Regions from separate parts of the Mus musculus genome. Here all the other regions are linked to region 1. A link is a contact called in public Hi-C and HiChIP or PLAC-seq data. All regions are on one chromosome and are shown on one strand. Each heading gives the region's core, a stretch centred on a gene start, on an enhancer-like site or on the middle of the called end of the contact. The rest is flanking DNA. Distances are from core to core; before and after follow the strand shown.

What was found. Hi-C and Micro-C count contacts between places; a contact is called where the count stands out from the background. HiChIP or PLAC-seq counts read pairs in DNA pulled down with a chosen protein or histone mark.
Region 2: a contact with region 1 is called in a Hi-C map of pre-B cells, with 4 times the contacts expected there. The contact joins two enhancer-like sites. A contact is called at or near these places in 2 of 484 Hi-C or Micro-C datasets (pre-B cells and pro-B cells) and 1 of 115 datasets of contacts at active chromatin or transcription factors (large pre-B cells).
Region 3: a contact with region 1 is called in an H3K27ac HiChIP or PLAC-seq map of large pre-B cells, with 5 times the contacts expected there. The contact joins two enhancer-like sites. A contact is called at or near these places in 1 of 484 Hi-C or Micro-C datasets (pre-B cells) and 1 of 115 datasets of contacts at active chromatin or transcription factors (large pre-B cells).
Region 4: a contact with region 1 is called in a Hi-C map of cerebral cortex, with 3 times the contacts expected there. The contact joins two enhancer-like sites. A contact is called at or near these places in 7 of 484 Hi-C or Micro-C datasets (cardiomyocytes, cerebellum, cerebral cortex and 3 more) and 1 of 9 other capture datasets (embryonic stem cells).

The regions. Positions count from the first base shown.
Region 1 is chr8:115,410,478-115,416,487 of GRCm38.p6, forward strand. No RefSeq gene overlaps it. Among named protein-coding and RNA genes, the nearest start is that of Gm39256, 230 kb to the right of the region's middle. Within about 2 kb of position 3,889, at least 95 of the 459 cell types and tissues checked have an H3K27ac peak or open chromatin away from gene starts, as enhancers often do. A contact at or near this core is called in cerebral cortex and neural progenitor cells, where this site is marked.
Region 2 is chr8:114,879,813-114,885,814 of GRCm38.p6, forward strand. The region is part of intron 8 of Wwox (WW domain-containing oxidoreductase); the gene reads left to right. Among named protein-coding and RNA genes, the nearest start is that of Gm39257, 78 kb to the right of the region's middle. Within about 2 kb of position 2,494, at least 79 of the 459 cell types and tissues checked have an H3K27ac peak or open chromatin away from gene starts, as enhancers often do.
Region 3 is chr8:114,797,712-114,803,981 of GRCm38.p6, forward strand. The region is part of intron 8 of Wwox (WW domain-containing oxidoreductase); the gene reads left to right. Among named protein-coding and RNA genes, the nearest start is that of Gm16118, 93 kb to the left of the region's middle. Within about 2 kb of position 3,925, at least 38 of the 459 cell types and tissues checked have an H3K27ac peak or open chromatin away from gene starts, as enhancers often do.
Region 4 is chr8:116,366,429-116,372,496 of GRCm38.p6, forward strand. No RefSeq gene overlaps it. Among named protein-coding and RNA genes, the nearest start is that of Gm31278, 17 kb to the left of the region's middle. Within about 2 kb of position 1,308, at least 26 of the 459 cell types and tissues checked have an H3K27ac peak or open chromatin away from gene starts, as enhancers often do. A contact at or near this core is called in cerebral cortex and neural progenitor cells, where this site is marked.

The sequences.
Region 1 (6,010 bases), core at 2,639-5,138:
GCAGCAATCCACTTATCATACTTGACCTTGCCTCTCCTTGAAAAATAAAACAGTGGTGGTAAGGGAGGATCCTTTGAGTGCCATTTTGTATTGATCATGTTTCTACAAGTTAGTGTGTGTGTGTGTGTGTGTGTGTGTGTGTGTTCAGAGGATAGAAGTCCATGTAGGGTGTCTCCCTCTGTTGCTATACAACTATCTTTTGAGACAGGATCTCTGACTCAAGCTGGAGTTAGACACACATAGTACACAAGACTCTAGACATGCCTGTGAGGGAGCGTCCAGATTAGGGTACCCTCTGGGGATGTATACGGGGGGGGGGACTGTCTAGACTAGCTTAACAGAAACAGAAAGACTTACCCCAAATGTGAGTAGCACCAACCCGTAGGCTTGGGGTCCTAAACTGAGCAGAGAGAAGAACTTGAGCTGAGTAACAGCCTCTGCTTCCTGAGAGAGACACAGTATGACCAATGGGTTCCTATGGCCATGATGTCTCTGCTGCAATGAATTATATCCCCTGGAGCTGGGAGCCCCCATCAACCTTCTTATCTCAGATGCTTTTGTCAAGTGTTTTGTTATAGCCATGAGCCATCTCCCCAATCCTAGGAGTTATTTTAATAAAACAAACATCCTGACCTCTGTGGCAAATCCACACCTAGAAATGGCCACTGCCGAGTAGTTATTTAGCGTAGCTTTTATAATGTTTCAGCCAGTGAGCAAAAGACACTTACAAGCCACCACCATCCCACTTACAACCCATGTAGAGCTCTCTGCCCTACACAAGGTCTTGCTATGATAGATGCTCTTCTCTCCGTTCTGCCACATGCATTTGGAAAACAGAAAAAGGCCAAGGAAATTTACTATTGCCTAATAACTTGAAGACAGATGCCAAGTTCATGGGCAAATCATGCCTCCGGGGAACCCATTGTACAACCATAAAATACCCACTTGGTAGCCATATGCAGAACTTAAAACAAAGCATGAAAAAATTTACCCCAAATCTTTAGCTGTAAGTCATGGCTGACATGTGAAATAAAAGGCAAGTCGGGCAGAAGGCAGAGACGCTTCCAGTTCTGCGATATTTGTCAAGGGCGCACCCTCATCTCCATGTTGAAGATCAGATTCACACTGACATAATAAGTTAATAATGATGGCGGTGGCTTTCTAAGAAAGGTTAGGAAGTGGTGCGCAAGCCTGGCGTCACAGAAAATGTCAAACTTTCCACTTGAACTCCCCATCTCTCAAGGACAGGATGGCACTTTGCTCAGGGGAAGATCTTGGTGTTCCCGAGGACTCAACAGAGAACAGTGTCCCTACCCCACCCCTCTCTTTTTCTGCTCCTTCCTCAGCTCTCACCTGGACTCTTTACTGTAGAGAATTCCAGATCCAGCCCCAGTGAAAATCAGCTCTTTCCAGCCAACAGTCTGAGCCTAGATCTCCACAAGGGGCATGAAGCTCTCTTTACAGATTGCAGATTTGCATGGTAAAAATAGACACTCAGGCGCATCACATGTCTATGCAAATTTCGCCAACCAAACCCGGTGCTGAAAATAGTTATTTACTAGTTTGCTTGCATATTGGCCCAGAAAACCCTCTACACCTATTTCATGCTCATTTAAATTCTTTAAGAGTCCCTGACCCATTTACATTTCCTGAGGGATGCCTGGTTTCCCGTGGACATTTGCTCGTGCCTCTTCTGGTGGTACTTAAAGATATATTGCCTGCCATTGCAGATCAGGTCCTGAAGAACTACATAGGCCCCACCTTCTGACAGTCCAGGCTGGACCTTGCTTAGTCAAGTTCAGCTGCAGCCTTAGAGTTATGGCTTCCTCTGCACGGTGTGTGGGTGTGTGTTCACTTGTTGCGTACGTTTTTGTGAGTCCATGTGCAAGCAAAAGAACAACCTTGGTGCTGTCCCTTAGGAGCTGATCAACTCTTTTGAGACAAGGTCTCTGTCTAGCCTGGAGCTCACCAATTTGATGAGGCTGGCTGGCCAGTAAGCCCCAGGGATATGCCTGTTTCTGCTTCCCTCCCCAGTGCTTGGATTTTGTGAAACCACTAGGTCTGGTTGTATTTTGTTTTGTTTTGTTTGTTTTTACATAGATTCTTGGGATAGAATGAAGGTCCTCAAGCTTGCAAGACAAATACTTTACCCATGAAGCCACCTCTCGGCAATGACCTTCTTTTGTGCAATCCTTCACACACAGTGGAAAGAGAGCCTTAGTTCAAACGCTTGGATAGCTGCTGAACAATTCCCTCTAGTCTGGTCCTTGGGAATACCCATTATAGCCAACTGGGGATTGGGTGGAAAGTGGGAGGAGATTTATAAACAATGAAAGCTCTTGGTGTCTCTCCATAGCCACTGACTCTGAATGTCTTGGGGGTGAGACATGGACATTGCTGTCTTAAGAAGCTTATTGCAGGGCTGGAGAGATGGCTCAGTGGTTAAGGAAACTGACTGCTCTTCCAGAGGTCCTGAGTTCAAATCCCAGCACGTGGTGGCCTTGGGAGGGTGCAAGAAGCAACAGTGACTGCAAAATTTGCCGCCATGTGCGTGTGGATCTGCATTTGCAGTCTTTTCAGGAGCCATTCTGAGACTCACTGGGTAAGCCTCTGGCCCATTTGATGGGACAGTTAATTATTTCTTGTTGCTCATCAGCCCCACAAAAGAGATCCTTCCCCATCCTGATATTTATGGACTTTGTAGAATCTGTAAAGGTTGGCAGTGTGTCTTCAATTCCTGGTTCTGCCACATACCAGTGACTTGAGCTCGTCGACTCTGAAAGTGAATGGCAATTCCTACTTGGAAAGGTCGTCGAGAGGATAGTTATTGTAAAGAATCTGCACTGTACCAGCCAGAGGGCACTCCTTAGCAGGTTTTAATACACTCACATCTCCCTGGGTTTTATAGTCCTCCAAGAATAACCCAAATGTCTTTCCAAGTCAACAGTCAAGACAAGTTTAGATGCAAGTCTGCGGAGAAGCCACTTGACAATGTTTGCTGAAGGGAGAAACCCAAGTTATCTCATTTCTAAGATGCATGCCCCTATCATCCAGTAGCAAGCCTGTCATAGCATGAAGCTCAGTGTCAGCTGCTTAGTAACTACCCTTTTGTTCTTTCAAACATACAATCCCATTCCTCAGATACTCCTCACACCCAGTCTAACAGATCCACATCCTCCTGAACAGGGGATAGCCCATGTAGGGGAAAGAGTGATCCTGCACAGATGTGCTGGAGTATCCCAAGGAGTCAAGTGATGCTCAGAGCTACCCACAAACACATTCTCACTTGCCAGCAATCACAGTGACAGCTCAATCCTGGAGACCCAGACAGTCTTCTGCAAGTTGTCATCTGCTGGCTTCCACGTGCATGGGTTGGCATTCCCCCAACCAACAATAGATAGATAGATAGATAAATAGATAGATAGATAGATAGATAGATAGATAAATGTAAAAAGCTGTTTAAAAATAAAAGAAATAAATGTCTGTAATGTATTCTTACTCAATACACATCGTAAAGTGCAAAGACGATGGCACAAATCTAAGCTTGAGTTGGGTGTAGAACCTGACCTGAGAGTGATCACCTTGCATTTTTGTCAGCAGGATCCAGGATAAGTGAACAGGACCAGGGAGTGAAGCACAAACACATTCCAGAAACGGCTTTGTTGTCCTCCGTGTGCTCTGGCCCCCTCCCCCCTCTCCTGCAACAACAGAGATCTGTGCAATGACTAAGGGTGGTTAATTAAGCATTGCAGCCCACAGTCCACTGCAGTTTCAATTGGATATGGTGTTCTCTCTCACTTCCTGTTTTGCAGGATTGCCGAGGGCTGTTAGACACCTGCCATGCTCTGGGGCCCAGCTGCTGTTCTACAGCAGGCAAAGAGGAAGCCCTCCCGGGCCCTCGGCCTTGAGAGGGGTTCAACTCTGCATACCAGTCCCTTCCCGGGGAGGCAGGGCCTGGGTAGACACAGCTGATGTGAGGACCGGCAGCTGGCAGGGAAGACCTTGTTCTATTGTGAGGATGGTGGCATGAGGCCCAGGGCTATCTCTCCATCCCTCATTCCCCAGAGTCCTCCTGTGACCTATAGATAATGAAGGTGGGTGCATCTACCCAGGCAGGAACAAGACATCAGTTTGCAGTTTCTCTGTATTCCAAATCACTCGGAAGAGTTCCTATGTGGAAGAAGCATAATTCAGTTAAACACTGAATTCTTTGTACATACATACATACATACATACATACACACACACACACACACACACACACACACACACACACACACTCACACTCACACTCACACTGGTCTGTCTCCTTGTGAAAAGTTCTTATGGGTTAGGTTCTCTATGCCAGGCAGTGGCTAAAGACAAGTCAGAGTTTGACAAACTCCTCTTCAATGCTGCTGGCTAGCCCTTCTACCCAGGGTGCCTCTTTCTCTAAAATCTGCTATGTTCTAACTAGCATATCCGATGAGTTCCGGCTCCTTTACTTAAGGAGCTGACTCTTGTCTTCCAGGAGAAGATTGCTTTCTCTACCCAATCAATTCCTAGCACTAAGCAGAGAAGAAAAATCCCGGAGACTGGAGGGGGATGGGTGGTGGATTTTCTCAAAAACAAAGCATCATAATAGATTAAAGAGGGCCAAGGTTTCTTTGACATTTCTGACATCAAGAAATGGGCTCAGGGGTTAAAGAGATGGCTCAGTAGCTAGGTGTGTGCACTCCTCTTTCAGAAAACCTACACTGGAAGCTCACAAACACCAGGAACTCCAGGGGATCCAAAACCCTCTTCTGGACTCCAAGGGCACCTGCACTCACGTATTAACCTCCCCCAACTCATAAATTAAAATAATTTAAAATATGAAGTGGGTCCAGGTTTCGCAGATGATTTGACACTGGGCAGTTAAAGTGACATTATGTCAATTCTGTCATTTGGGGCAGGTTTTTTTTTTTCTTTTCCCTCACAGAGCCACCACATGTAGACTCCTAGGCCACCATGCTGTAAGGAAACCCAAGCTAGAAGCCCAGAGAGATCACATGAAGAGATAGTCCCTTGCCTGGGCCCCCTACAATCCTTTGGCTCTTGGAGTTCTCCCAGATCTGTACCCAACATCACTGAGCATTCTATGCCCTGCACATTTCCAACTCAGAGGGGTTTTCTATGCAATAATACTGGCCAGCTTGGAACCTTTATGATTTGGGTGGGTGGGGGGTTGTTATGCAGAAGTGGGCAACTGACAGAGGAGATGGGATCTCTCTATATGGTTAAATTGGAAGGCCGTTTAGATGAGACACTGGAAGAGAAAAGATAAAACTATACCCTGGCACCCCTGTAACTCGTGTGGGAGGCTGGGGATGGTCTGTCCACCCCCTGTGAGAGAGAATGCGAAAGAAGCAAATATATGCAGTTGGAAGGGGATACCCAGAGGGAATGATTTAACTAGACAATGTTTCGAGACCATTCTAGAATCTGTGTCTAAGACAGGGGGCAGGAGGTGTTGTCCGTGAATAGCTGGGACCACCAGACAAGGATCTCCACTACAGACACATAGTTTTCATAACAGCTTTGCAGAGGAGCCTGAATGGGGCCACATCATGCCCATTTCAGGACTGGGGAAACTGAGGCTTAGAGAAGTGGAATCATTCTTCAGTGATGTCACAGGGAAGGAAGCAACATCAGGTTGGGTTCCCGCTTCTGCTATCGGCCTCCCACAGCCAATCCCGGGGGGCAGGCCACCCCCCCCCCACGGATGAATACTTGTCTTTAAAATCCTCATAAAATCCCAAATCTGAGACCCCACAGGCAGAGAAGCAACCTCCAATCAGATAAGAAAGTTATCTCTCCCAGCAGCTTAGAATAGAGGGCAGAGTATTCAACAAGGCCGGCTCTTATCTGATAAGAGATATGGCCACCTTTACATATTAATTTCCCTTAACTCATTAGGGCTCAGCTCTACGATTATCTTTCCCCAGGACTGGTTACACGGGTCACCAAATCTGTGCCCCAAAGGGAGAAA
Region 2 (6,002 bases), core at 1,244-3,743, 530 kb before region 1:
GAGAGATAAGGGCTCAATGTGTGTATTCAGAAAGGAGGCAAAGCTACCCAGAGCAGTAGGGAGTAAGACAGCATGTTCCCGGGGTACTGTGGTTTCCCTTGCTGTAAGGGAAACCCCACCTTACAGACAGGAAGCCTCATCTAGTGTTACATGGGGCACTAGAAAGTCAGATGTGACACTTAAGTACATCTGCTGCCAAAACCGTAGCTCTTTTCATGGAACCCCTGGTTTAGAGACAAACAGATCCCAGACTTGCTGGAATCTGGCTCGGGAGCCCCCAGAATTAAATGTGTATGACCTTTTCAGTGTAGACCCCATCCCCACCCCAAGTTCTGTGCCTGTAGGATGGAAGCCTGCCTGTACCTGTAGTCTGTCCCTCAGGAAGCCCAAGGAGGAATGACACTGAACTTGAATGCTAAAATCTTAAGCCCTGTCCCAGGGACCACCTCCTTCTACGCCTGATAGGAAGAATGTGGTACAGTCAGCCTTGACATGGTCAACATCAAGATCATTAATATTATTATCTTCTTCCCTCTGTCATGACAAGCACTGGCTATCACATGAGAGAGAGAGAGAGAGAGAGAAAGAGAGAGAGAGAGAGAGAGAGAGAGAGAGAGCACTCTGGTGTTAGCTTTTCTATATGGCCTCAGTGAAGCCCAGTTTAGATGCCTTGGAAGCCAGGTCACAGAGGAAAACACCTTGTGTCACACAGGGCTCAAAGGTAGCTGTGGCAATGCAGAGGAAACCCTGACCTAATTGTACTGGTAATATAATTCTGTAACTCACCCAGCCACTGCAAAGGTGGGTGGACAGTTCCCCGTCCCTACTTCCCCCTGCACACCACCCTGAGGTCCTAGGAGAGAAGTCTGCACTCGAGCTGCAATTTTAAGGTGCCTCGAACAGGTCCCTGCTATTAAGAGTCGGTGGTTCCATGTCAATAGAAGATAGATATTAAATGAAATCCATGTTGCTGTTGATACAATCAGCCGCTCTCCAGCTCAGATGAAAGCTTCGATAACACAGAATGCAAGAGGAGGGAGCTAAGGGTTGTTGACTTCCTACTACACATCACTGGCTCCACTAGACACCTCAGAAACCTCAGCACGAAATACCTTGTCACCAAACCTGATATATCAATATGCTTAAGCATCAGACACTGAGAGCTGATGATTACAATAGAGGCATCCAGTTGGGGCATAGTCTCTGCTCCTGTTCTTTGGAATAAACAGGCTCCCGATTCAATGATGTTTTGCTTCTGTGGTTTCTTTCTCTTCCTGTTAGAAAATGTGGTGGCTGCTCCCCACCCCCCACCCCCACCTCCCCCACCCCTCACCCGATCACCCCAGCTCCTTTTGCTTACTGGAAGGGAACCTCTTTACTCCTGCTCTGAGACTCCCTTTAACCTTTCTGATTAATGGAAACTGGGGAAACAGTGGTTGACATCCAGAACCCAAGGGTGGTGTGGCTGTAAGGGCAGCATAGGGAGGTGCGGATAGGAGGCTCAGAGGGATCATGGGCAGCCAGCCTAGCCTACTAGACAAGTTAAAAGCCAGCGAGAGACCCTGTCTCAGAAGAAAAAGGAGGCTCATGGCCTGAGAATGAGCACCAAAGATTGACCTCTGACCTCCACATGCATGTGCATAGACGTTCACATGCACCGGCACTTGTGCACACACACACAAACATTCTTACACACAAAGACACACCGAAAAATGATAATTGGTGGATTTTTAAAAACTCCATATTTCTGAAATTCAAAGCATCCTTGCAAAATAAGTGCCCAACGACAGACGGTGACAAGAACAGGCCACTTAGCCTGGAAAGTAAAACGGGGAAGACATGCCCCACCCTCTCCACAGAAAAGGGTGCAGAAGGCCTTCAACCTCCAGGCCACCCTGTGATAACTGCTTCACGCAGTCAGAGCCAAGGCCTGGTCGGGGGCCCATTCTTCCTCTGGCCCTAGTTAGGTACCTACTGGGCTTGAGCTTACTCCCCTGGCCCTGAAGGGTACCGAGGAATGTGGGCTGACAGAAAGTGAATCACATGCCTTGAGTGCCTACCACTGCCACCAGATTCTACCTGATCCTCCTTGTTGCCCTATGGCGATCAGCCCCTTCCCCCTGATGGTGCAGGCAGGCTAGTCACCAGATTCCCTAAATGGAAGACTGGCTGCTTTCTAGAGCTTTTTTTCTTCTGCATGGGCAGAGGATTCCCTGTGGCCCAAGTGGACAGGGTGGAACAGGTGGCATCCAGCAGGCTCACCCAGTGCCTGTGTGGTATGTGGCTTCTCTCCAAGACACCTGCTCTGCTAATACACACACACACACACACACACACACACACACAGGCACGCTCGCTCTCCAGAGCTCTCCCACCACTCTCAAGCTCTCCTGATCCTTTACAGTAAACACCGCCCTCAGCATGTCTCCTCTAGACAGTTTCAAGATGAGGAAGGTGCCGTTTGTAGTCCCTATTAATAGATGGGCCACCTGCAGCTCTGAAGCTGGCTGGCAAGGGTGGAGTGACTTGCTGAAGGCCCCTGGTGGCTGGGGTTTGTCAGTGTCTGAGCCCAAGAGCTTGCTGGAGTCTGGCTTGCTTTTCTTGAATCTCGCTGCCTCCTCCTTATGACTCACTGTCCTTTCCCATCTTCCTTCCTTCCTTCCTTCCTTCCTTCCTTCCTTCCTTCCTTCCTTCCTTCCTTCCTTTCTTCCAGGGTTTTCTCCCAGGCAGGCAGCTTCAGAAAGGGACAGTCCTGCCGGCCTTGGGCTCTGATAAGATCTGTCTGGGCTGCCTTTGTCTGGGCTGTACCTGCCGTTTCCTGAATGGCCCTGTTAATTGCAATTGACTCTCACAGAATGCAGAGATTGGTGCCACTTGACACCAGATGGATGGCCATGACTTTTCCAGGTGCCCCAATGCAGGCTGGAGGGGAGAGGGGGGAGGGAGGAGGGGGGCAGGGCACTGGAGCGAATCCAGTTACAATAAAGTGCATCAGAACTGGAACTGGGCAGCTTTTTTGTTTCCTCTCTCTTCCTACTCACCGCCTCCATAGTGAAAGGACTGTAAAAGAACTCTGGAGTTCCTCTGGAGAGGTGGTGGAGAGTTAATTTCCTGCTGTAGCAGGCTTCTTGTCCTTTATCAGCTTCTAGCAGCCCTGGGCTAAATAGAAAACCCATTTTAGTGGTAGACAGACTGAGGCTGAAGAACCAGCCTGCTGTCCGATGTGCGTATTTGTTGTTTATTGGGTGGTACGGTGGGAGTGGAATAGGGACTGGGAACCGAGAGCCGGTTCAGCTGAGAGCCCCAAGGCCCCTGGAGGCCTTCTGTCGTCACCTGCTCCAACCCACGGAACTTCAGGCAGGGCATCAACGTGGCAGATGGGAGGCCCTGGTTCCAACAGTCCCCATAGATCATTTTGTAGGACCCTCCCATCAAATCTGTGGGGTCGGAATTATCCTGTCATTCTGTACATGAGAAAACCAAAGCTTGTGAAAGGTAATGTGTGTGTGTGTGTGTGTGTGTGTGTGTGTGTGTGTGTGTGTGTGTGAGAGAGAGAGAGAGAGAGAGAGAGAGAGCATACTCACATGATCCTGTTCAAGGTCACATGACGGTTCATTAGCAAACTGAGTAAACTCCTGTTAGTTCTAAGGACAGTTGCCCTGGGTTCCAGAAACACAGTGGTTTTCTCCGATTGAGCTGTGTGGTCAGGGCCAAGGCAGAGCAGGGACCTTATGGCCATTGGAAAAATCAAAAAAGAGGATTTTTTGGGTGTTTTTGTTTTTGAGGGGGGGGGGGATACATTGGGTTTCCTTCTTAAATTCAGTACATTGTTGGGTGACTCCACCACTCAAGACACACTCCAGATACAAGAGTAAGAATGTTAAGCTGTCAAACAGTGACTTCATTTTCGTTTACACCAAGGCCACGAGGTAAAGATGTATTAGGTATTAATTTAAAAAAAGAAAAAAAAAGCTTTGAGTCATGGCATCCATCAGGGGGACCTCCATGAGTCCAAGGTACTCGCAGCTCTAAAAACAGACCTTGGACGGAGGGGGAGGGGCGGGGTGGGAGGTTCAAGTTCACCTTCAGCCTCTCCTCTGGGAGGCTGAGACAGGAGTTGGATACTGCTTGAACCCTGGATTAAAGTGTGAGTCTCCAAAAGTCAGAACTCTGGGGGTGACTCTCAGCAGGTCCGTGGAGAGCATCTCAGAAGTCACAAGCCTGCGCTCTCCTAACACCCTCAAGGAAACATTTCACTTCCAAATTCAGCTTTCTGATCTTCAGCATGGGTGCTCTGAGCTAGGGTTCTAGCACGCAACCTTGACGGGGTGGCACCTACAGGCTCCTCCTGTAGGTGGCGCTGTGACCAGCCCAGTAACCACATTGTCCATTTCACCTGCCTTCTTCCCTGCTGGTACTATCTGACCTCTGGGCTTTGGTATCCTAGATGCCTACTAGAGAAGGGCTTTGGGTCTGAAGGACCGGAGGCGCGGGACTTTTCTGAGCTGATCACTATTTTGCGTCACATGCAAAAGCCCCCATAGCCACAGCAGTGGGGACCTACACTAGAGAGCCCTTCAGAGAGGTGCTAGGAAGCCCCTCATGGGTATGGTCCATGTTGGTACCCTTTCTGATCCCCACTTCCTTCAGGTTTAAAAACATCAAGTTCAGAGGTGTTTCGGGGTACCACTGCAGGGTACAGGCTGTGCTTTCTGAGCAGGGGTCTCCTCTAACACCTTTCCTTACCTTTGGATTTTAGAATGACTCCTAAAGGAGAAAAAAAATCATCCATACAAGTTTCTCTCTCTCTCTCTCTCTCTCTCTCTCTCTCTCTGTGTGTGTGTGTGTGTGTGTGTGTGTGTGTGTGTGTTTGTTTGTTGTCTTTTCAAGTCTAAAATCCCTCTTAAGGGATTTTCCCAAAGGGAAAGGCAGAAAAACCCAAAACTCAATGAGAGAGGAGTGTAAAATATCCACAGGGCTCTTCCCAGATAGAGAAGGGCTCCTTTTTAAATTAGAAGCCTTGGAGGACAAAGCCTCTAATTGTTATACTTGTGATGTCAGGGCTATCAATATTAGGGCCTTTTTCATTAATAAAGTGGCAGGAATAGGAACCCCCTCCAACGCCTCCCCCCCTTATCTCTGAGCACTACTTCATCAAGGCAGGCTCAATCGAAAGGAAAGAGACCATAGAACTCAGGGGTGTGCTCTCTGCTGGCCAGACACAGAAGAAAGGGAGCCTCTATCCCCCCTCCATGAAGATGCCAGGCTCTGGGTTAACCCGAGCAAGAGGTACTTAAAAAAAGCCCCGAAAATCTCAGGCGACTCCGAGAATGCCTCAATTTGTGTATGGATTAACACACGGCGGCGATAGGCCCTGAGTAGCAAAAGAGGAACACTAATTACCTGACAGCGTTCCCCTCCACTCGGCCTGGGTCATTGAAATTAATTTCTGCTTTCAGGTTTGGCAGCAAGCAGCTGCAAGATCTCAGCTCAACACTCAAATGAGCGGGGAGCTGAAATGGTTTCTCCGCACAGGCGGAGTCAGAGGAGTGGGCTACCAAATAGATCTTGATCACAGACACCGAGGAGAGGATTAGTTTGCTCTTTCATCAAGTGCCTGAAGTCCTTGGGAAGCGCGGATGGGCGGGAGGAGAAGAGAAAAGCAGCCTCAGTGTATCTGAGAGCTAACACCAGACTGCTCTGCCAGATGGGGTGTGAGAACTCATGGTAGATCGCCTGTCCCCCAGATAAGCCGTAATTTCTCTCCATTCTCAACAAAAAGTTGAATGAATGGTGGGCCAGCACGCGCTTGCGGGCACACACACAATTACAAGTCAGGATAATGTGATTTGTGAACATCCATCCTGCAGCATCCTGTGTTGTCAAGATGGTATTTATTTCCTATTTCAAGGTTGAGGAAGTCTATGAGGGAGGGAACAAAGAGGTGAAAGGGCCTGCGTTTGGGCTTCAAGGAGGATACTGAAGTAGATTATCTTTTTAGG
Region 3 (6,270 bases), core at 2,675-5,174, 610 kb before region 1:
TGTCGGGCAGGTGATTGCAGAGGGTCAGAACCCTCTGCCTGTGTTGGAGGCACACCATTGGCCTTACCTTTCGAGGAAGGTCAGCGCAAGCCAGTTGGGCCTGCTTTCCCATTTCAGCAGCTTTGGCCTATCTCTCTATAGACTTGCTGATAATCAGGAAATGAAATTCACCTTTCTCCCACTTCCCCGAGGTCTGAAAGATGAGGGGTGAGTTACAGGGCAAATCACAATCACTGTCTTTCTCCAACCTTGGAGGTGCAAGCTGAGAAAATGGGGAGGGGTAGGACTATTTTATTTGGGAGAGCACACTCAAGTTCGGCAGTTACCCGAGAGAAAATTAAGTTCCTGATTACAAGTCCCTCCTCTGGCCTTCCAAGGAAGATAGATTATAATCTTTAATTAATCTATCACTCACACCAAAAAGTATGTGTGTGGGGGGGAAGAATGGAGGGGTGTCAGTACCCATTTATTTGGAGTGGCTAGTGTTTCTTTGAGAAGCCCAGGTAGCAATATATAGGCTCAGCTGTGAACACTCTACACATGACATTTGTTTAGGATTTTAATTTGTTGCTGAGACCTAACTGGCTTCATGGTATGCACGTCTGGGCTGGGTGGCTGCACCGTGGCCACGGGGTTTTCCTCCTGTAATGAAGATGGAGCGGCTGTAAGGATGACCTTTCTCTGCCTTTGTCGGTGGCTGCCCTCCTCTTTAACAGAACACCTTCGCAACACTCCCGTTCTGAACTCTTGAACCACTCATTCCGCTCTTCGCACTCACTGCGGGGGCTCGCAGTTTATCACGATAACCCTCCAAAGACTTTGCCTTCCCCACGTCCGACATGGAGATAGAATTTTTCATAACCCTTTACTAGTCATAAATTTGATTGTTAAAGGACCCGGGTTGATCTTATTTCTAATACCCTCGTCCCCTGATTTAGGGGCATTTTCTTTCCACTACCTCCCCCAACCCCCCCCAAAAAAAAAACGCTTGGTAGGGAAGCACATAAAATATGTCACCTGATATTGGAGGATTGTTTATTTCTATTCATTTTGGACCTGAATAGTACCTATGAGATGCATCTGAAAACTTATCTTGTTTATACATTTATTCTATTGCCATTCTCCCATTACCTGAAACAGTCACTTTGAACAGCCAGCAAAGCTGTGCGTGCCCTTGCCTGGCTGCGAGCCACCCAGGTAAAGGATCTTTGCTAACAATGCATTTTAGTGACCACAGAAATGGCACGTGGCAAGAGTTATAATTTTGCACTGTCATTTCTTTGCCCCTCAGATCCCACACCTGCCTTTCTCATAGCCCTTTATGGATGCACAGAGCTGCTTCGTTCCGTTTTCTGCTAGGCTTCTCTTTGCTTGGCACCCAGTAGGTGCTGGGGAAATTAATACACTCGTAAGTGCACTGCGGTGTTCAGCAACACAGTACACAGATGAAAATCCCCACAGTGAGCCAACTCGGCTCTACTCGTGAGGGGGTTTTGTGAGAATTCACTGAAATCATTCAACCGGACACCCGCCAGCCCCTTCCTATAGGCGACCTTCGCGGAAACTCTTGCAGAGGTTCCAGAAAGAAACCTCCTGAGTAACTGAAGGCGAGAGGTTAGGATGGAACTTTTCAAAATCCGTCTCTTGTCCACGAGAGCCGCTGATCTGCTTCTATACCAAGCAGACATGGAGTCCCCTGTAAAGCGTCTAGTTAATTCTTGTGGACAAACGAAGGGCTTCTGACCCAAAGATGGTTTTTTTTGGGGGAGGGTGCGTATCCGGGGTCTCCGAACCCCGCCTCCATGGGTGGTCAGGTGATTCTTAAGCAGGCGACTACGCTGCTCTTGAACCAGCTTCTAAGAAAGGAAACACGTACACACACCTCACCAAAGAGTGTGTTTTGTCTAAAGACAAGCAGCTGATCATGACTAATGCGAAGGTCCACAAGTAAGGCGAACCGACCAATGAACCACACTCCAAAGAGGTTGTATCCGAGCTGGACCATGTTCCCCGTTAAACAGTTTACTCTCTCCTTGGAAACAGGATCGGATCCAATATAAATAAATGTATAACACCCCTCTTTCATTCATATACAAGGAATTCCCACTTCCGTTACTAACTCACACGCATGCACACGCGCACACACACCCAGAGGCATACTAAGCTACACATCAGCTCACCTAGAATATCGAACTACACCCTGCATTCCTGTTTTTCCTGCAGTTTCTCTGCCCTGCGGTCAGGGTCGGTATTTGCCATCTGTCTCAGTGAATGGGTGGATGGGAGCCGGTATGTTTAGACATTATTAGTAAGAACAAAACATCACAGAACTGAATAGTCGTGCTGTTGGGGGTTGGGGGCAGTGAAAACGGACTCAGGAACCCGGGTGTTCCACATGGAAATGTATGCTTGATGCTTAGCCTTGGGCAGAATCGTACAGTCGCGCTGCCTGGCCCAGACTTCCCCACATATCACCATTGGTGATATGCAGACCCATTTTCTGATTGCAGATTCATCTGTCCCTACATGTGAGCTTGTCTGAGATTCATAAAAAAGCAGGAATTTGGGGGCAAAGGAGAAGGGATCAGCTTCCTTCTTTACACACAAATGAGATGTCATTTTGCCAAATGTTCATTAGAGCTGATGCTTGCTCTAGGTGTCAAACCAGGGAACAGGAATGTGGCTGTGGCTGTGGCTGCATGTGGTGGCTGCACTCGGGGCTGCTTTATAGTAGTCCCTTCCTATGCACTGTGTTTCCTCTGAGTCTTCTAAGCATTTCCTTGTTTTACAAAGTGGAGGGCTTTTTTTTTTTTTTATAAGATGTGTACTCCTCACTGTTAAGTATAGCTATCTATTGAATTGAAGGAGTGTAGATAAAATGAAAAATTTCAAAACATTTATTTTATTCTCAAGGATGTATAAATCTGTGTGTGGGTATGTGCGTGTAAGTGCATAGGTAGCCATGGAAGCCAGAAGTAAATACATGCCCTGAAGCTGGAGTTACAGGCAGTGGATGCTAGTTACTAAATCAATGCCCCATCTCTCCAGCCCCTTAATTTAAACTTTTGAAGGGCATTAAGACTATTCAGGGAAGGGCTGGTGGGATGGCTTAGTGGAGCCTGCTGGCAATCCAGATGGCCTGAGTTCAGTCCCTGGGACCCACATGTGTGAAGAACCAAGTCCTACAAGTTGTCCTCTGACCTCCCTGAATATGTGAGTGTGGTTCGTGTGTATATGTACACAGACACACACTCTAAATTAAGAGAGATATTCAGAGAAGTAACATATATTAATAGTTTACATTTTGAATGTAAAAAGCAGTTTATGAAAATGCATGTACCACATTAAAATCATTATACTAATACACGTATATGCATAGTACAAGATTCTGAACTAAATACACATATATACACACAATATATGTAGTTATTTATATATATAAATATATGTGTGTATATATATTTGTGCACAGGTATGTATATACAGGCATGCGTAGAAAAAGCTGCAGAAAGAAACACATGAGGGTCAGAGAGATGGCTTAGAGCACTGACTGCTTTTCCAGAGGTCTCAGGTTTGATTCCCAGAACCTACATAATGGCTCATAACTGCTCATAATTCATGCATGTGGTGCAAAGACATATATGTGGGCAAAACACCCATGCACATAAAATAGATAAATTAATTAATTAATTAATTAATTACTAGATCAGTAAAGAAATTATTTTAAAACTGGAACAAAAGAAACCCAGCAAAATGTCTGTAGCCCCATAGGACGAACAACAATATGAACTAGCCAGTACCCCCCAGAGCTCCCAGGGACCAAAGCACACATGGTGGGACTCATGGCTCCAGCTGCATATGCAGCAGAGGATGGCCTAGTCCGACATCAATGGAAGGAGAGGCCCTTTGATCTATGAATGCTCTTTGCCCCAGAGTGTGGGGAAAGCTAGGGCCAGGAAGCAGGAATGGGTGTGGTGGTGAGCAGGAGGAGGGGGGAGGGGATGGGGACAGATGTTTTTCTGAGGGGAAACCAGGAAAGGGGATAACATTTGAAATGTAAATAAAGAAAATATCCAATAAAACAAATGTCTGTAGTTACCTAATGAACTTGGTCAGATAGACCCAGGTTCAAATCTGTCTCTATCACTCATTGCCCATGTGATGTGACGTCGACTCTGTGGTTTGACAGCATCCTGTTTTCCTTCTGTAAGGGGACAGTTAAAAAAAGAAACACTTGTCTCCCAGGGATACACGTCACTGGCCTATGTACACGTATGGCACCTGAATGTGCCAGGCTAGAGTTTAGCTAGAGCTTTTCCTGTGCCCTTCCTTTGTCCTTCGCTCCTCCCACTGGAAGCAAGGGTTACTTTTATAATATGAAAAATGAATGTAGACTTAGCCAAGGGCTGGTGAGCCTATTTCCATGGTCTGGTATCTTGCTTGACACCAGAGGGTGTCTCCAAATGGAGGATTCTCGTGATGGGAATTGGGCAGAGCTAGTCTTCAATCCAGATTTGATCCTGATGGGTTTCCTCACATCATCCCTCCTAGACCTCCCGAGCTCCCACAGACACCAATTGTAAAAGAGCAGACATCACCTGCCAAAGACACTCACTTGACGATGCTTGATCTCCTGGGACCTAGCTGTGGAAACTCGAATGAAGAGGGGAACCTGACTCTGTAGGGCGTGATAGGGCCTGTGTTCCTCCGGCTGGAAAGATGAAGAATATCACAAGGAATCTGAATGAAGGAGAAGAAAGGCGTTCTGCACAGTACCACAGTGGATGTTGCCAGGTCTAAACTCACTCTCTCGCTCATTCAGCCTTTGAATTTTGGTAGGAATCCTTAGAGTCCAAGCACTCAGGAAAACCATGTTGCTTGCAATTGTCATGGAGCAAAACTGAGGTAGCAAAAGCCCGTCTGCAAAGGTGGAAATTTGCCTTGGAGTTGGACCTTGGCAGAAGGCTACATGAGGCCTTAGGTAATCCAAAAGGCAGGTGTATGCCCAGTTTTTGGTTTTTGGTTTTTATTTTTTATAAAAGACTCAGCAATACTTTGTGAGTAAATGGTTCCTACATCAACCTTCTAAACTGGCATGATGTCAAATGATAATTCAGGGAAGGCATTTCTACAGGAAGCAGAGATAATAAGCCCCGAGTGCTTTTGTTTTCTGCCTTTGTTTCTTAATGCAGGGAAAACCTTCAGCCTCCCAGTTAAAAACCCAGATGAGGGGCTGGGAGTCGTCACAGTCTGACCCCTGAGGACATTAGTCCAATTTTGTTCTGTAACCAGAACAAGTAGCAAAATGAGACAGGACAAAAGAAACAAGAGATAACATTTACTTCTCGGTTTAAGGGTGTGCATGTGTGCATACCTGCATGTGTGTGTGTGTGTGTGTGTGTGTGTGTGTGTGTGTGTGTGTAGTGGGTAGAATAGGGGGTTGTGGGAATGCTTTTTTTCTTACCGATGTCATAGCTCTCCATCCAGTGTCCCCAGGGTTCCTCGGGGACACAGGCTGATTTCCATTGTGTCATCTGGTACAAGTGTCCCTGATTGCCACTAGAGGGCGTCACAACAGCTACAAAGTGCTTTAATCTGAGGTGTCCTATGTCACTGGCTCTCAGCCTCTCAGCTGCCTATTGGCTAGACTTGACTGGTGTCTCCAGGGACTCTGATGTAAGACCTCTCTATGGTCACAGGGGGGAAGAAAACAAGACGTCACATCCTGCACCTTTACTACAGGGTTGCACCTCAGGTCCGGGAGAGACTGGCATATAGGTTGATATGACAAAGTGGATGACAAGGCCAAAGGACAGTAGCTTGGCCACTGCAGCTTTAACCTGCACTATAAACAGAAGCCCAGATAACCCCATAGGAACATTGTGTTGGCTGCAAAGCATGCATCTACCAAGTGCTATGGTGAACACTTCAAATCCCAAATGGCATGCAATATAAGAATCTCAACCCAGCACTGCTCCCTGAATTAAGGGATCTCAAATGTCCTACTTCCTCGAGTCCGTGGGTCCCCAGACCTTACCTGCCATGCTCTGTGGATTGTAAAGGACCATATCCCCTTAGCATACCCTCATGATCTGTCGATGGGTGTTGAATGCCTCATAGGGTTATATATAGCCTGGCGCCTGGTAGCTACCCTGTCTTGCTGTTTGTAACTCAGAAACCCTGTTTCTTTGTGTCAAGGACAGTTGAAGCTTTAATCATCACCATGCTGCCCGTTTCCACAGCCTTCCCTGAATTACTTGTCAAAGAAGG
Region 4 (6,068 bases), core at 58-2,557, 950 kb after region 1:
AGAAGAAGAAGAAGAAGAAGAAGAAGAAGAAGAAGAAGAAGAAGAAGAAGAAGAAGAAAGAAGAAGAAGAAGAAGAAAAGAAGAAAGAGAGGAGGAAGAGGAAGAAGAAGAAAGAAGGATGAAGAGGAGGAGGAGAAGAGGAAGAGGAGGAGGAGGAAGGAGGAGGAGGGAGGAAGAGGAGGAGGAAGAAGGAGAAGGGAGAGGAGGAGGGAGGAGAATAAGGAGAAGGAGAAAGAGAAGGAGAAAAGGAAGGCAGCTCCCAGGGAACATCACCAGAGTGTGAAACAAGAACCCGAAGTTATGCATGAATATACACAAGACATACCCCACCTATCCATTCACCCATCAAAATAAACACATACAGTAACAAGGAGAAAAGGCCAGGAGAAGACAAAGCAAGTCAACATGTCAGCATGATCTCCCCCACTTCCTTCCTGAGCGCCTTCCTGGGCCCCCTGAGGCTGTCCCAGTAGCTCTCTGGGGGAAGCTGGGTATCTTCACAGAGGACTTCACCACAGGCAAGCATTTGGCAAGGGTTGACGTGTTCTTATCTAAGTTGACACCCTGACTCTGGGTCTCTGGGCTAAAAGATACTCATCAGAAGCATGTGGCACTTTCAGTGAAACCAAGGGAAGATGATCTATTTACTTTAGCCCTGAGAGCATCACTGTTAAACACTACTATCTATCTACCTATCTATCTATCTATCTATCTATCTATCTATCTATCTATCTATCTATCTATCTATCTATCTGTCTATCTACCTACCTATCTATCTATCTATCTATCTATCTATCATCTATCTATCTACCTACCTATATATCTTTCTATCTACCTATCTATCTATCTATCTATCTATCTATCTATCTACCTACCTACCTATCTATCTATCTATCTATCATCTATCTATCTACCTACCTATATATCTTTCTATCTATCTATCTATCTATCTTTCTTTCTTTCTTTCTTTCTTTCTATCTATCTATCTATCTTTCTTTCTATCTATCTATCTATCTATCTATCTATCTATTGGTTATAACTCTTAAAAATAGAAACAAAAGGAAATGTGCCCTAGGGGAGGCTCGGGGACTGCTGGGACTGCTGGGACCTTTGGAACTTTGTGTGTGGGGTTCCAGGCAGGGCTGAAGGGGCCAGGTTGCGGGGACAGCAAATGGGCTCAGAGAGGCAAGAACAAAAGCCCAGAGAGATGACCTCACCCCAGTAACAAAGCTGCAGGCTGGCCCTCTCCTAGGCTGCCTCAGTTTGGTGCCAGCTTTTGTGACTACAGCTTAGCCGTTTACACGGCTGCTGTGCAAAAGCACTGTCGTGTTCATTAACTCATTTGATCCCTTAACTCTGGGCAGCCAGGCAGGGCAGGACTTATTCAATCCCTTCAGCCAAAGGAGAAGATAGAAGTCCAGCTTGCAAATCACAGTGACCCTGGCAGGTCACCCACTCCGCCCCCCACCCCCACCATTCGGTCATCCTCTGCCAACGCTTTCCCTAGCTTCAAAATAAAATGACACTATTTGCTAATACTTACTGAGAACTTATTCAATAACAAACAGACTGACATGTCTGCAACATGACATAAATTGACTGACCCTCTTGATAACGCCATGGTGGCATGTATTCATTTCCAGTACCTGTGGCAAATTACCAAAAAGAGAGTAGCTTTAAAGAGAAATGTGTGAGATTCCTAGAAACCAGAGATCTATCCTTAGTGTTTCTGGGGTCTTTTTGGAGGCTCCAGAGAAAAACAGTTCTTTCTCTTTTTGTACTTTTGGTGGCTTCTGGCATGCCTGGCACGTCGTTGCAACATCACCCCCAATCTCCTAAGAATCTCTTGCCCGTCTTCACACTCCCTTCTCCTCCCTGAGCCTTGAGGAATCCACTTTGCTGACTTCTTTTATAAGGTCCCTTTGAACCCCATCGGCCCACCAGTAATCCAAAATAATTAATTACGTTCTATCTTAAAACCCTTAATCACTCTACAAAGATTCATTTTTTTCCAAATAAATGAACATTTGAGGGCTCTAGGGGATGGGATAGAGGCTTATTCAGAGAGGACCTATTCAGCCTATCGCAAATAAGTGATATTCGATGCCCATTTCTTTTTCTCAGAAATGACACTGAGGCCAGGAGAGAACACACAGGTCTGGGGTCAGGAGATGCTGCCAGTGTAAATGACACTAAGCGTCAAATCTGGATGCTGGTGACATAGTTGATGGTAGTGCTCTCCTCACGTGCCAAAGAGAAGGGAGATCTCATCAAAGAAACAAACTAAAAGACAACTCTAAGAGAGCCATGCCCTTTCCCCAGACCTAAGATTCACAGTGCCTGCTGGTGTGGGGCCCAGAACATCAGCCTTGGTTCTAAGCTTATCTCACTCTGGATCGAAGTTAGCCACATCTGATGGGTTCTCGTCCAGATGGTTCTCCTCAGAGCCATCTTGAGGTAGGTACAGCTGGCCATCACATTAGCCTATTCCAGTCAGGTGCTTTGCTCAATAAAACCTCAGAGAGCAATCTCCATCCTGGTGGAAATGGCCGGGGAGGGGCTGGGGATTCCAGATCGCCAATGGAAGAGCGGCAGCGTCTGACTGAAATCCTATAGCCATCCTAGAACCAAACAGGTCACAAGCCAAGGGCAGATGTTTGCACCCAACTACAAATAGATATGAGTGGCCTGAGATGCGTGAGGGGGGGGGGGAGGGGAGGAGGGAGGAGTTTCCAAAAAGGATCTGCTCTGACTAGGGAATGGCCCTGAATCAAACACAATCATATCAGCCCTGGCCCGTGAGTGCCTCGTTCTCCAAGTGGGGGAGGTCAGACAGCAGAAGACCCAGTGTGAGAAGGAGCACCACAGCCACAGGGGAGGAGGACCAGGAGCAAGTCAAGGGCGTGGTGGTAAAGAAGAGAAATAATTACTCCATGGGGTGCCTCTTGTCCCTTGGTGGAGGACAAGGCAACAACACTAAGAACTAACGAGCCACAGGAACACCCAGCACTGCCTCCCTCCAAAAAAACCCTTCTAAAATCTTAAGAAATCTCCTTCATGACCATACTAAGTAATGGAGGCAACACCAAAGAATTGACTGACACCCAGAGGTCACTCCTAGGCTCAGCCATTTAATCAAAGGATCCCCTTTCAGGACTGAAGACAACAGAGTCCTTGCTGGCCTCCAGGGTAACAGGGGGCATTGTTGAGCCAGGAGACTAAATCCTTAAGCCACACATTTGTGTTCTGGTTCTTAAGGCAGAAGATGGGGACAAATCACAAACTCTGGTTTCTCATAGAGCAGAGTCACACAGCAAGATGCAAATGATGTGTCCCCTGACGCCCCACCCCGAGCCTCACCAAAAGACACAGCATTTAGGTAATAGAATGGAGTTCTTTTAGCCCAAGAGCCCTAAGCATGCACCCAGGGGAGGTTTCTGCATGAGTAAGTAGGTGTGTGTGTGTGTGTGTGTGTGTGTGTGTCCCAGAGCACAACTGCTGGTGTCACTCACCAGGAGCCATCCACTTTGTCATTTGGGATAAGTTTCCTCACTGGCCAGGAGTTAGCCAGGTAATCCTAGGCTAGCTTACTACCTACCAAGTCCCAAGGGTCTGTCACTCTTTCCAGAGCTCGTATGGTTGCCCACAGAGGACGGAGCATGGTTTCTCAAGTTGTACGGCAAGCACTTCACCAACTAAGCCTTCTCGGAGGCTCCCCAGTGTGATTCTGAGATAGGGTTTCCAGTAAAGGTTGGCACCCTTAGTGCCCTACTATAGACCCTAGGAAATCAGCTCAGACCTTCTTTGAAGCCAGGTGCCAAGCCGGAATAGGACCGCCGAGGGGATTGCTCCATCGTATCTACCTAACTTTGCATTCCTCTCCAACCTAAGGGTTCCAGAACATCTGTCCTTGATTTTTTAAAGATGTTTGCTTTTCAAAGAATATACGTGTGTGAGAATACTTTATAAACTGTATCGTGCTCAGATTTTTTTTTTCTTCCACCAAGAGAAGAGCAAGGAGCACGGGAGAAGCAGATTCTTTTCAAAACCAATTTTGCACATTTGCGAGAACATTTCTGTTTCCATTGGAGTTGACTAAAGGACCTTTTCACATTAAAACTTGGGAGTCATTCCTATACTCAGAGAAAGGTGTTCCTGCCGAGTGAGGGGGAACCACACATCCAGGCCAGAAGCTGAACTCCTGGGTCATGACTAATGCCCCACTCTGCAATCCCCTCACTCATTTAGCCCCACAAGCAAGTGTCTGCAACTTGTAACCATATGACAACATCTAATTTTGCTATCTTAGAGGCAGAGCCTGAATGATTTAAACTCCCAGACCTTGGTCTTTTGAGGAGGTAGGTGCATCTATTCTGCTGGGGGATCCAGACCAGGCTAGACTTATGTGAAACCCCCTTTGTAAAAACAAAAAAAACCAAAAAGATCCAACGGTGTTAGTTCCTTTAGGTCTTTGGTTGTTTTTTCTCTAAATAAGGCCACCCGGCTGCAAGCTATATGACAGCAGAAACCTTCCTCTTTCCTCTCATCACTCCCCAGGATCTAGCCTGACAACACATAGTGGGTATTTTATTGGTTGGATTGATGAGTCCTCTGTCCATCTCTGATACCCCACAGCACTGCACATAGCTTTCAGTTAGACTTAAGTGCACTATGCTGGAGACTGTCTCATCTTGCCCATTATAAAACAAGGAGAGGAGAGACAGGGCAGTACCTACCACATTCTATAGTCTCCAAAATACAACCCAAAGCCCAGAACACATTTGCTGACCTCAGGTTCCCCAGGAAAAAAATCCTTGCACTACTTCCGATTTGATTTTTCAATCGTTTCAAGTCATCCCACACACATCAAGATCAGAAGAATGATAATTTCTCATTCCTTGCTGGGCTCATGGCTTTCCCCAAGCAGGACACCTCTGTGGAAGGGCCCCTCCCCTGTCTTCTGACCCTATTCTAAGACATAGACCAGGCAGACCCTGGGGCACAGAAGCCATGGCGGTCAGGGTTACGTTTTCTACTTCATCTGTAAAGTTCATTCACTGTGGCTTTAGCTATGTGTGACCTGTGGGGCAAGTTCAGCTGGAACTGAGCTGGGAGGTGGGGGAGGGTCTGCTTCCTCTAACTGGAGGGGATACCAGAAGAGTCAGAATACCCAAATGTCGCCTCCTCTGTGGTGGGTGAGATGGCTGTGGGTATTTTTAAATGATGGTTTTGTTCTCATCCCTAAGCTATTCTTTTTATTCCAGGGGATGGACTGTTGACCCAATCACAGAACACAAGCACAATGCATAAAATTGTCTCTCCACCCATTCCCCTTCAGAGGGACCCAGCCATTATGTAAAGAGGCACAAAAGGTTTAATTGGGGCCTAAAATTCCAGGGCAAGGCCGAGTGGGCTGGAAAGTTTAAAAGTGGGATGGTGGGGAAATGTGCTAGGAGGTTTCTGTCCTTTTCTCCGTAATGGTATTTCTTTTTTCTAGGAGAGAAAAGGAGTCTTCTAGATAAGGCCTGCTGGAGGGTTTCCAGAAGAGATAGCTACAAGAAAGATAAGTTCCGACAACTCCGAGGTTTCTGCAGAACCGCTGGCAAAGGGGAGTTCCAACATGCATCAACCCCCTGTAACATACTGTTTACCTGTTCTCCCACCCCACCCCCGCCAGATCATGCCCCCTCCCCCCCAACGGCGGATATGTTGAGGTTCTGTGATGCCAGGGCCAGTTTCCAAAGAAAAACACATCAGAGTTCTATCCAGAGAGCCTGCGGTGCCAATCAGATGCGCCACAAGAAAAACTAACAGAAACTCAAACCGGAAGGGAGTGATGGAAACCTATCAGCAGAAGGTCAATGAGGGCACTGAGAGGCAGGTCTGGGGAGTTAGAGCCAGTGCTAGCCCAATGGATTGACCAATGAGTGTTTCAAACACTAGCGGTGGGGGTTGGGGAGGGGGCGCCTCCAAACCTCAGGATGACAGGTACCCAAGGAAGGGAGTGGAGTCGCAAAAGCAGCTGGTGTAGTGAATTACTTCTCACAGGGGTAGAGGGGCGGCTCAGC